2 separate regions of the Mus musculus genome follow, and region 2 is linked to region 1. The links are chromatin contacts, called in public Micro-C maps. All regions are on one chromosome and are shown on one strand. The core of a region is the stretch at or near the end of the contact, and the rest is flanking DNA. Distances in the headings are between cores, read along the strand shown.

Region 1 (4,220 bases), core at 480-2,979:
CTCCTGCCTAGCCATGTGTCTGGTAGTCAAGTTCCTCGGGCGCAGGGGAGGGCTGCTGCTCTTCATGATCCTCACTGCCCTGGCCTCACTTCTACAGCTCGGGCTTCTCAACTGTGAGTAGGCTGGAAAAGGGAGGCAAGGCAAGAATGCTAGGGAAGGGAGCTAGCATAATACCAGAGATCTTGGCAGGCATGGCAGCTTTCTGTTTGTGTAACAAAATACTTGAGACAATCAACTTAAAGAGAAGGAAGGTTTGTTTGGCTTACAGATTTGGACTTTTCAAGCAGTCCATGGTTTGTTGACCCATTGGAGCCTGTAGCAGGACAACACATGAAAGGAGTATATGGCAGAGAAATGCATTTGCTTTATGGCATGTAGAAATCAAAGAAAGGGATCTAGAGTCCCAATGTCCTCTTTGAGAGCTCACCTTCAAGTACATGACTCTGCGCCCATGACGCTCTACTTCCTAAAGGTCTGCTTCCCCATACTGCCCTGGGTGGAGACCAAGCCTTCAACATAATGGCCTTTGGGGGACTTTAAAGATCAAAACTATAATGGAAGGACTAGATGAGACTTGAGAGAAGTTTTCTATGTCCTGAGAGTGTCATTCTGAAATCGATAGCCACAAGAACTTGCTTCAGGAAGGATGGAATTTTAGTAGAACATACTGTCCTCTGACTCTGTGAACTGCTAGGCCTCCCCTCTTCCTCCCACCCACATAGGCCACAGGCCTATGGCCCCAAAGAAGAGCTCTCTGGAGGCACTGTAACTCCCAAGCCTCTGTGTGTGTCCCTGTAAACATGGCTTCACTATGGGCAGACCGTTTGTATGCTTTTCACATAAGGAGGACAGACATGTCCTTCTTCAACAATAGAGTGAAAGTCTGGGCATTCTTGTGTGGGACACAGTTTTTCTATTGATTTTCCCAAATTTATCATTTATCAAAGTATTCGGTAAATGTCACATATCACCTTAAAACAAATCTAGAGAGCCCACTTAGTCCTTCATTAACTGCTGTGCAATCCTCATAAATAACCACTCACCTAAGTACAAAAAATCCCACTGCCTCCTTCCCACCTGCCCAGAACACAGTGCAGACCACTGGCATCTTCTCATGCTAGACCCCTTCCCTGGGACAGGCTCAGAACACAGGGAAATGGGTGCCACTGAACACCCCTCTTTGGAGGAAAGCTTACCCCAGCTGCATAGTGAAACGTACCTATTGTCCCCTGCACCACAAGTCATGACAGCCTTGGTGCAGACTGGGTTACAGAAGAGCTGGTTTCAAAACAGGTGGTTTTCCTAATGTAATTGTGTTCTTATCTATCATGCTTGGGTGATAACAAAGATAGAAAACCAATAGCTGTTCTCTGTCGCCCTGGGTGGACACTGCCTAGCTGACCTTTCAGAAAGCCTCCGTCCAGCTTACTCAGTTGAGACAAATATGTCAGGGTCCCTCAGCACCCAGAGTATCCCACCTGCCCTCTTTGGTATTGAACAGGAATGCCACAGGGACTCCGGGCAAAAGGCAGGAGTTATGAAGAGTTGGGTTTGGAGAAGCATAAATGTGGCCTGATAGGCCTTCTCACTGTGAGCAATACCCCATGGCACAGACCAAGAGTACCACTTGAATAACTTTCTATGCAGAGAGGCTCTGTTCAGGTCCGCTTGGATCCTCTCTGCAGGATTGTGTTGTCTCCCAGACCCCGTGGCAAATAGGGCCTTAGCCCTCTCTTCAAACAAAAAGGTCTTTGTTTAGTCCAGTGTGAATTCCACTGCCCAGGCAGCCAGCACCAACTCAGACTTAAAAGGAAGTTCACATAGAAACAATTCATGTGGGAACACTCGGCAGCCACCCTATACCTCACAAGCCTTCTTCCTCTTTCCCACTCTCGTTACCCTGTGTATGTGGGTGCGTCCATCCCATCGCGGCTCCAGTGATCGGCAAATACAGCCAGCATCCAGACTCAGGTGAGTACTGAAGATTCTCCCTGGGCTTCCTTGGCTTCTATTACGTCCGCACAAGAGTTGCCACAAGGACTCACCAATCGGTTTCTGTTTCCTCTCTCCCTTCCATTCTTTGCCCTTCAAGAATTGCAGCTGAAGTTGGCCGTAGGTTGGACACTATAAGCATATATTTGTATTCTCTATCCCCATCTTGTGCTAGAGGAAGCCACTCTTGTCTCCCTGGTTGTGCGCAGCTTGGCTTGCATGCCCTCCCAGCCCCCGATCCAGCACCAGTGCTTTTGTCCTTGGTCAGCAGCTAGTCAGGATGAGAAGGTGGGAGGGTTGGGGCTTGGTCGTCCTTGCTGCAGGGAGAGCCATTATCTCCTCATGACTCATGCAAGCTTGCTGCTCTCCAATGGGGGAGGGGGGAGGGAGAACAGCAGAGGTGCTGCCCTATATCCCATGCTGCTATGAAACCTGCCTGCCCCCACCAAACCCATGCTACCAGTGCCCATGACAGCACTTGCCCTCCATGCAGCCCTGAGGGAAACTAAGCTGAGCTGAGAAGCACAGCCCCTACGCATGCCAACACTGTGTGCAGTACTGCCTCGTGCTAGCTAGGCTCCAGTGCCACCTGTAGGCATAGAGACTGCTGAATGCTTTCCCTCCCCTCGGGGCCCATGAATTATTCCATTTGGGTCATGTGTAGTTTTTCTATACTTAAATCAGCACTGACTCTGGGTTGGGTGGGTCCACCCTGAGATTGCAGCCTGGAATCCAGGGCAGATAGTGGGCACCTTAGCACTGTGGCAACAGGAGAACCTTAGCCTGCCTGGCATAGCTTCTGGCTGAGTAATTCTACTGGCCACTGTGAGCTCAGCATGCTTAGTGTCCAAGGCACTAACAGACACCAAGAGAACGCTTTAAAGGACTCCAGGCTCCTCGGCCTAGAGGACTGCTCACCCAAAGGCCACTGCATGCCCAACTGTATCACAAACTAGTCATTGGGGAGGAGCGAGCTCCTGGGATATCCCTGGCTTCCCTTCCCCCATTCTCGTCTCAGCTCACCCCTTGCCTGGCTTCTGTTCTTTTCCTTTTTCTCCTACCTCATGGTCGCCTTCTTTGGATTCTCCTTCAGGGATGAGTGACAGCGTCAAGGACAAGTTCTCCATTGCGTTTTCCATCGTGGGAATGTTTGCATCCCATGCGGTGGGGAGCCTCAGTGTCTTCTTCTGTGCAGAGATCACTCCCACAGTGATAAGGTGGGTGCCGGGATAACGTGGGACCTTTTCTCAGATCTCTAGATTGGTCCTTGTCTACAGAGGCCTGTGTGTAAGGACTGTCCTCAGTTCTGCCCCACCTTGGCTGCAGGACCAGGGTGTGGTGTGGCATGCAGGGCATGATGGCTGCCTGACTCACAGTCTGATGATCAGTTCCACCCTGACTCCCAAGGCCAGGTAGGAACATAACCCTAGGTCCCATCAAGACAGTTACCAGAGACATGGAAACAGGAGCTGCTTAAGGTACAAGAAACGTGGCAAGGGATAGAAAGGGGGAAAGATAAGAAAATCACCCTTGCTCCAGTCCACTGAGAGACTTGGGAAGAAAGGATTTTTTTTAAAAAAAGGTATACATGCCCCCAATAATCCTAGATTCTCAGGAGGCTGAGGCAGGAGGGTGGAGACTTCTCAGCCTACACAGGGAGACCCCATTTCAACAAAAGTTGAGGGCAGCAGATATAGTTCAGTTGTTTGTCTGGCATGCAGAAAGCCCTGGGTTCGATCCCTAGCACTCCATAAACTGGGTGTGGTGGTACATGCACCTGGGAGACAGAAGCAGAGGTTCAGGGCCATCCTAGCTATACAAAAAATAAAAAATAAGAAAGATACAAGGTTACATAGAACCTTTTTGGTTTTTCCTCCTGGCCTAAGAAGCTAATCACTAATCCAAAATTGTATCAACGATTCAGTTAATTAAAAAAGGTAAGTGAGACAGCACAACCCCAGACTGGGTAGAAGTGTGCCTTTCCCTAAGCTCAAAGGGCTTAAGTGTTTGTAAAATATGATTATTATCCCTGCGTGGTGGCCCATGAAGCACAGCATTTAATCCCACTGTGATTGTATCATGGTAAAGTTATAATATTTGAAAGAGCATCACTTAACTGCGTCCCCTCTACCACGTCCCTCTTCCTAACACAGGTTGGATGCTCCTACACTAAAAATCTGACATCTAAAATACTCCTAATCCCCAACATGGTTTGCTTGTTTTGACAT
Region 2 (4,220 bases), core at 1,048-3,547, 250 kb before region 1:
TGGATACAGATAATGTGGTACATTTACACAATGGGGTACTACTCAGCTATTAGAAACAATGAATTTATGAAATTTTTGGGCAGGCAAATGGATGTATCTGGAGGATATCATCCTTAGTGAGATAACCCAATCACAAAAGAAGTCATTAGATAAGTACTCACTGATAAGTGGATATTAGCCCAGAAACTTAAAATACCCAAGATACAATTGGCAAAACACAAGAAAATCAAGAAGAAGGAAGACCATCGTGTGGATACTTCATTTCTCCTTAGAATAGGGAACAAAATACCCATGAAAGGAGTTACAGAGACAAAGCTTGGAGCTAAGACAAAAGGATGGACTATCCAAAGACTACCGCACCTGGGGATCCATCCCATAATCATTCCCCAAACTCAGACACTGTTGCATATGCCAGCAAGATTTTGCTGAAGGGACCCTGATGTATTTGTCTCCTATGAGGCTTTGCCAGTGCCTGGCAAATACAGAAGTGGATGCTCACAGTCATCTATAAGATGGAACACAGGGCCCCCAGTGGAGAAGCTAGAGAAAGCACCCAAGGAGCTGAAGGGGTCTGCAACCTTATAGGTGGAACAACAATATGAACTAACCAATACCCCCAGAGCTCATGTCTCTAGCTGCATATGTAGCAGAAGATGGCCTATTCGGCCATCATTGGGAAAAGAGGCCCCTTGGTCTTGCAAACTTTATATGCCCCAGTACAGGGGAACACCAGGGCCAAGAAGTGGGAGTGGGTGGGTAGTGGAGCAGGGCAGGGGGAGGGTATAGGGAACTTTCAGGATAGCATTTGAAATGTAAATAAAGAAAATCTCTAATAAAAAAGAATAAAAAAGGAGAAATGCATATTGTACAATATATACTGTATGATAAGTTTATGCTTTATATGAAATAGATTACAGATGTAAATATATAATAAATTTGACTTGATGCTATAAGATACTGTGTACACGTACAACATATCTAGAATCACAAAGGGCAAGAGTGTGCTTCCACAAAAGTGTCTGGGTTTGGTGATTGTATATGGGAAGGATCTCCAGGTGAGCCAGTCCTGGATCTGACAGAAGCCAGTTATAGCTGTCTTCAGAGCGGCTTCACCAATGTCTGACAAATACAGAGGTGGATCCTCGAAGCCTACCATTGGACTGAGCACAGGGTCCCCAATAAAGGAGCTAGAGAAAGTATCCAAGGAGCTGAAGGGGTTAGCAGCCCCATAGGAGGAAGAACAATATGAACTAACCAGTACCCCCAGAGCTCCCAGGGACTAAACCACCAACCAAAGAAAACACATGGTGGGACTCATGGCTCTAGCTGCATATGTAGCAGAGGATGGCCTAGTCGGTCATCAACAGGAGGAGAGTCCTTTGGTCGTGTGAAGGCTCTATGTCCCAGTGTATGTGAATGCCAGGACCAGGAAGTGGGTGTGGCTGGGTTGGTGAGCATGAGGAGGGGAGCTTGAGGGATGGGGGAGGTGATAGTGGGTTTTTAGAGGAGAAACCAGGAGAGGGGACAACATTTGAAATGTAAATAAAGTAAATTCTAATTAAAAAAAAAAGAGTGTGTATCTATTTTTCAATTTTTAACTAACAATTGTGCATGTTTGTGACACAAGTTGTGATAGTGTGACACAGATCTACAATGCACTGATCAGATTGGTGAGTGGTTGTATTTAGCACCTTTGTGTGATAGGGGGGTATGGAGGGGAGCGCACGCATGTGAGCGCGCACTCTCGAATGCGTGTGTACTGGGAACCTTCAACATCTTTGCTTCTAGTCATTTTGAACTACATGATAAGTTTGTGTTAGCACTAGTGGCCTTAAGTGCTGTAGACCACTGGTGTGCAATCCTCCTAGTTAGCTGCTAACCCAACTCCTGTATTGCTTCCTCCTCACACTTCTTAGCAACTAAGCTGTTGATATTAGTGACTGGGAAGAGTGGTTTGGTTTCCAGATCCTTGATTTTTCTTCCTTATTTTACATATGAAACCTTAAAGAACAAGTCTTTCTCATCTGAACTATGCAAGTCCCAGGTGACCATTCCTCCCTTAGTTGAATCTGCCTACTGGAATATGCTGACAGCAGTACCTGGCACTTAGTAGGTTCTTAATAAATGTCAACTCCCTTCCCCTTGTTAATGATAGCAGAGGTCTTTGAAGACAAACACATAACTAGTTTCAGAAGCAATGGCCATGAGGGCCTGGAACACAGCCAGCCTAGGCCTGGCATGGCCCATGGAAAAGGTTTATGGTGTTTACTTTGATGGCTGAGATGGCCCTGAGCAATTTCTCACTGACCTGTCAAAGAGACTCTTGCCTTTCATTGCTGCCTGGGTCAGAGCAGCCTGGGTGGAGACTTAGTTGCCCTTCCACAGGAGTGGGAGCCTAGGATTTCCCTTTTAGAGTAGGGGGTCTGTCCCATGAACAGGCTCTCCAAGTGGGCATGGTTGATATCCTTCCCAGCCTATGTCTCCCATTTCTACACAGAGTTGCTGACCTGGGCACCTGAAGTACTTCCACTCCAGTGGGCCATGAGCAGAGTCCTTGCCCCTTGGGGGGTTGGGGGGGGGCTCTGCTTCCCAAGTCAGCAAGCTGGAACTGTTGCCTGCCTGTGTGTGGAGCTCGCCCACTGAGAATGCACATCAGACAGGCTCATAGCCCTGCCCTGGCCTGCCTGTCTCACCCGAGGGCAGTACAGTTGGCCAAACTGGAAGTTCCTGAGACTTCTTTGTCTTTGGTTTGCATGTGACATGACGTGGCGGTAATTAAAGGGTAATTCATGGTAATTCAAAAGCAATCTAACCCACGCCTGTGATATCAGCACTCAGAGCCTGGAGGCAGAAGGATCTCCAATTCCCAGTCCGCCTAAGCTACCTAGCAAGACCCATAAGTGTGTCGTGGTGGGCGGGGTGGAGGGGGGCGACCAAGCACAGTGCAGAAAATGCAGTAATATATGTGAAGAAAAAGTAAAGCTTAATGGAATAAATAAGCAAGTTTATTATAAAAGGACAAATACAAATGGCCAACATATTTTGAGAACACTCATTCATCTTCGGAGAGATAGCTCAGACAATAAAGTAGTTCTGATCCCAGAACCCACATCCAACAAACACATCTAGGTAAGGTAAGAAGGTAAGGTTGTGCGACTGTATAATCTATAGCTGAGAAGGCAGAGACAGGGAGATCCCTGAGGCTCACTGGCCTGCCAGTCTAGTCTACTCAGTGAGTTCCAGGTTAGTGGGAGACTTTTTTGAAAGCAAAAAAATTTAAGAAAGTGCAAGTTGCCCAAGGAACAACAGATACATACAAAATGAAAAGCCTCTTACCTACCATGTGGGAGACCCTGGCTTTGATCTCTAGCACTGGGTGAAAATGGGGGAGGGGATAGAGAAAGAAGAAAATGAATAGATCCTACTTCATTAAAATTCAAGGAAATTTTAAAAGCCCCAAAGTGCATCAGTGGTTTTATGTGTGCAACTGTCAAATGGAGGGAAGGAATCCCTCATCTCTGGCACCTGGAAAGATAAGTGAAGGAGAGGTTAAGGCACGAAGTATTGGCATTGCAGGCCTTAGGTAGAAAGCCAAGGAAGCTAGAACAGAGGTTTGTTTGTTTGTTCGTTTGTTTGTTCTTTATTTATCTACTTTTTGTGTATAAGAGTTCTGTCTGCATGTATGTCGATGTACCACTGTGTGTAACTGGTGTCCACAGAGGCCAGAAGAGGGGACCAGATGCCCTGGGGCTGGAGTCACAGACTCTTGTGAGTACAGGGAAATAAACTCAGATCATTTGGAAGAGCAGCCAGCCCCCTTCCAGTGCAAACCTCTCCAGCCCTGCAGAGGATATTTTTTTTAATGCCCAAATCAAAATCTGTTAGAACTGACATACCCATTTCTCACATTCAGCTCTAAGGAGTCAGATGGGTCATTCCCTGGATTCCCTAATAGCAATTAGGATTACCTCTTCAGAGTTGGGGATGGTAAGAATGGGAGGTGGAAACTGGACAGGCTGCTTAGGGCAGGGGTCCCAAACGCAGCGATTCCAAGGATGTCCTTGGTTCTCTCTCTGAAGGGAGTGCAGATTTCCTCTGTCCTCTTCATTGATTCCCCCCTGCCTGGAGTCTACAAATGACCCAGGGAAAGCAAAACTCCAGCCTGAGCATAATAAACAGGCAACAGATTTGGAACCGGCTCTCATAGTGAAAATGAGGTT

The links. A called contact is a pair of places that touch in the nucleus more often than the background predicts.
Region 2: a contact with region 1 is called in a Micro-C map of trophoblast stem cells, with 5 times the contacts expected there. The contact joins two enhancer-like sites. A contact is called at or near these places in 5 of 484 Hi-C or Micro-C datasets (conventional type 1 dendritic cells, embryonic fibroblasts, liver and 2 more), 1 of 115 datasets of contacts at active chromatin or transcription factors (astrocytes) and 1 of 9 other capture datasets (adipose tissue).

What each region holds. Positions count from the first base shown.
Region 1 is chr13:34,191,145-34,195,364 of GRCm38.p6, reverse strand. It overlaps Slc22a23 (solute carrier family 22, member 23), which reads left to right. Exons shown (of 10, transcript NM_001382849.1): 7 at 1-113; 8 at 1,939-1,971; 9 at 3,086-3,209. Among named protein-coding and RNA genes, the nearest start is that of Gm52037, 4.6 kb to the left of the region's middle. Within about 2 kb of position 1,729, at least 83 of the 459 cell types and tissues checked have an H3K27ac peak or open chromatin away from gene starts, as enhancers often do. A contact at or near this core is called in trophoblast stem cells, where this site is marked.
Region 2 is chr13:34,445,033-34,449,252 of GRCm38.p6, reverse strand. No RefSeq gene overlaps it. Among named protein-coding and RNA genes, the nearest start is that of Gm40908, 35 kb to the left of the region's middle. Within about 2 kb of position 2,297, at least 19 of the 459 cell types and tissues checked have an H3K27ac peak or open chromatin away from gene starts, as enhancers often do. A contact at or near this core is called in trophoblast stem cells, where this site is marked.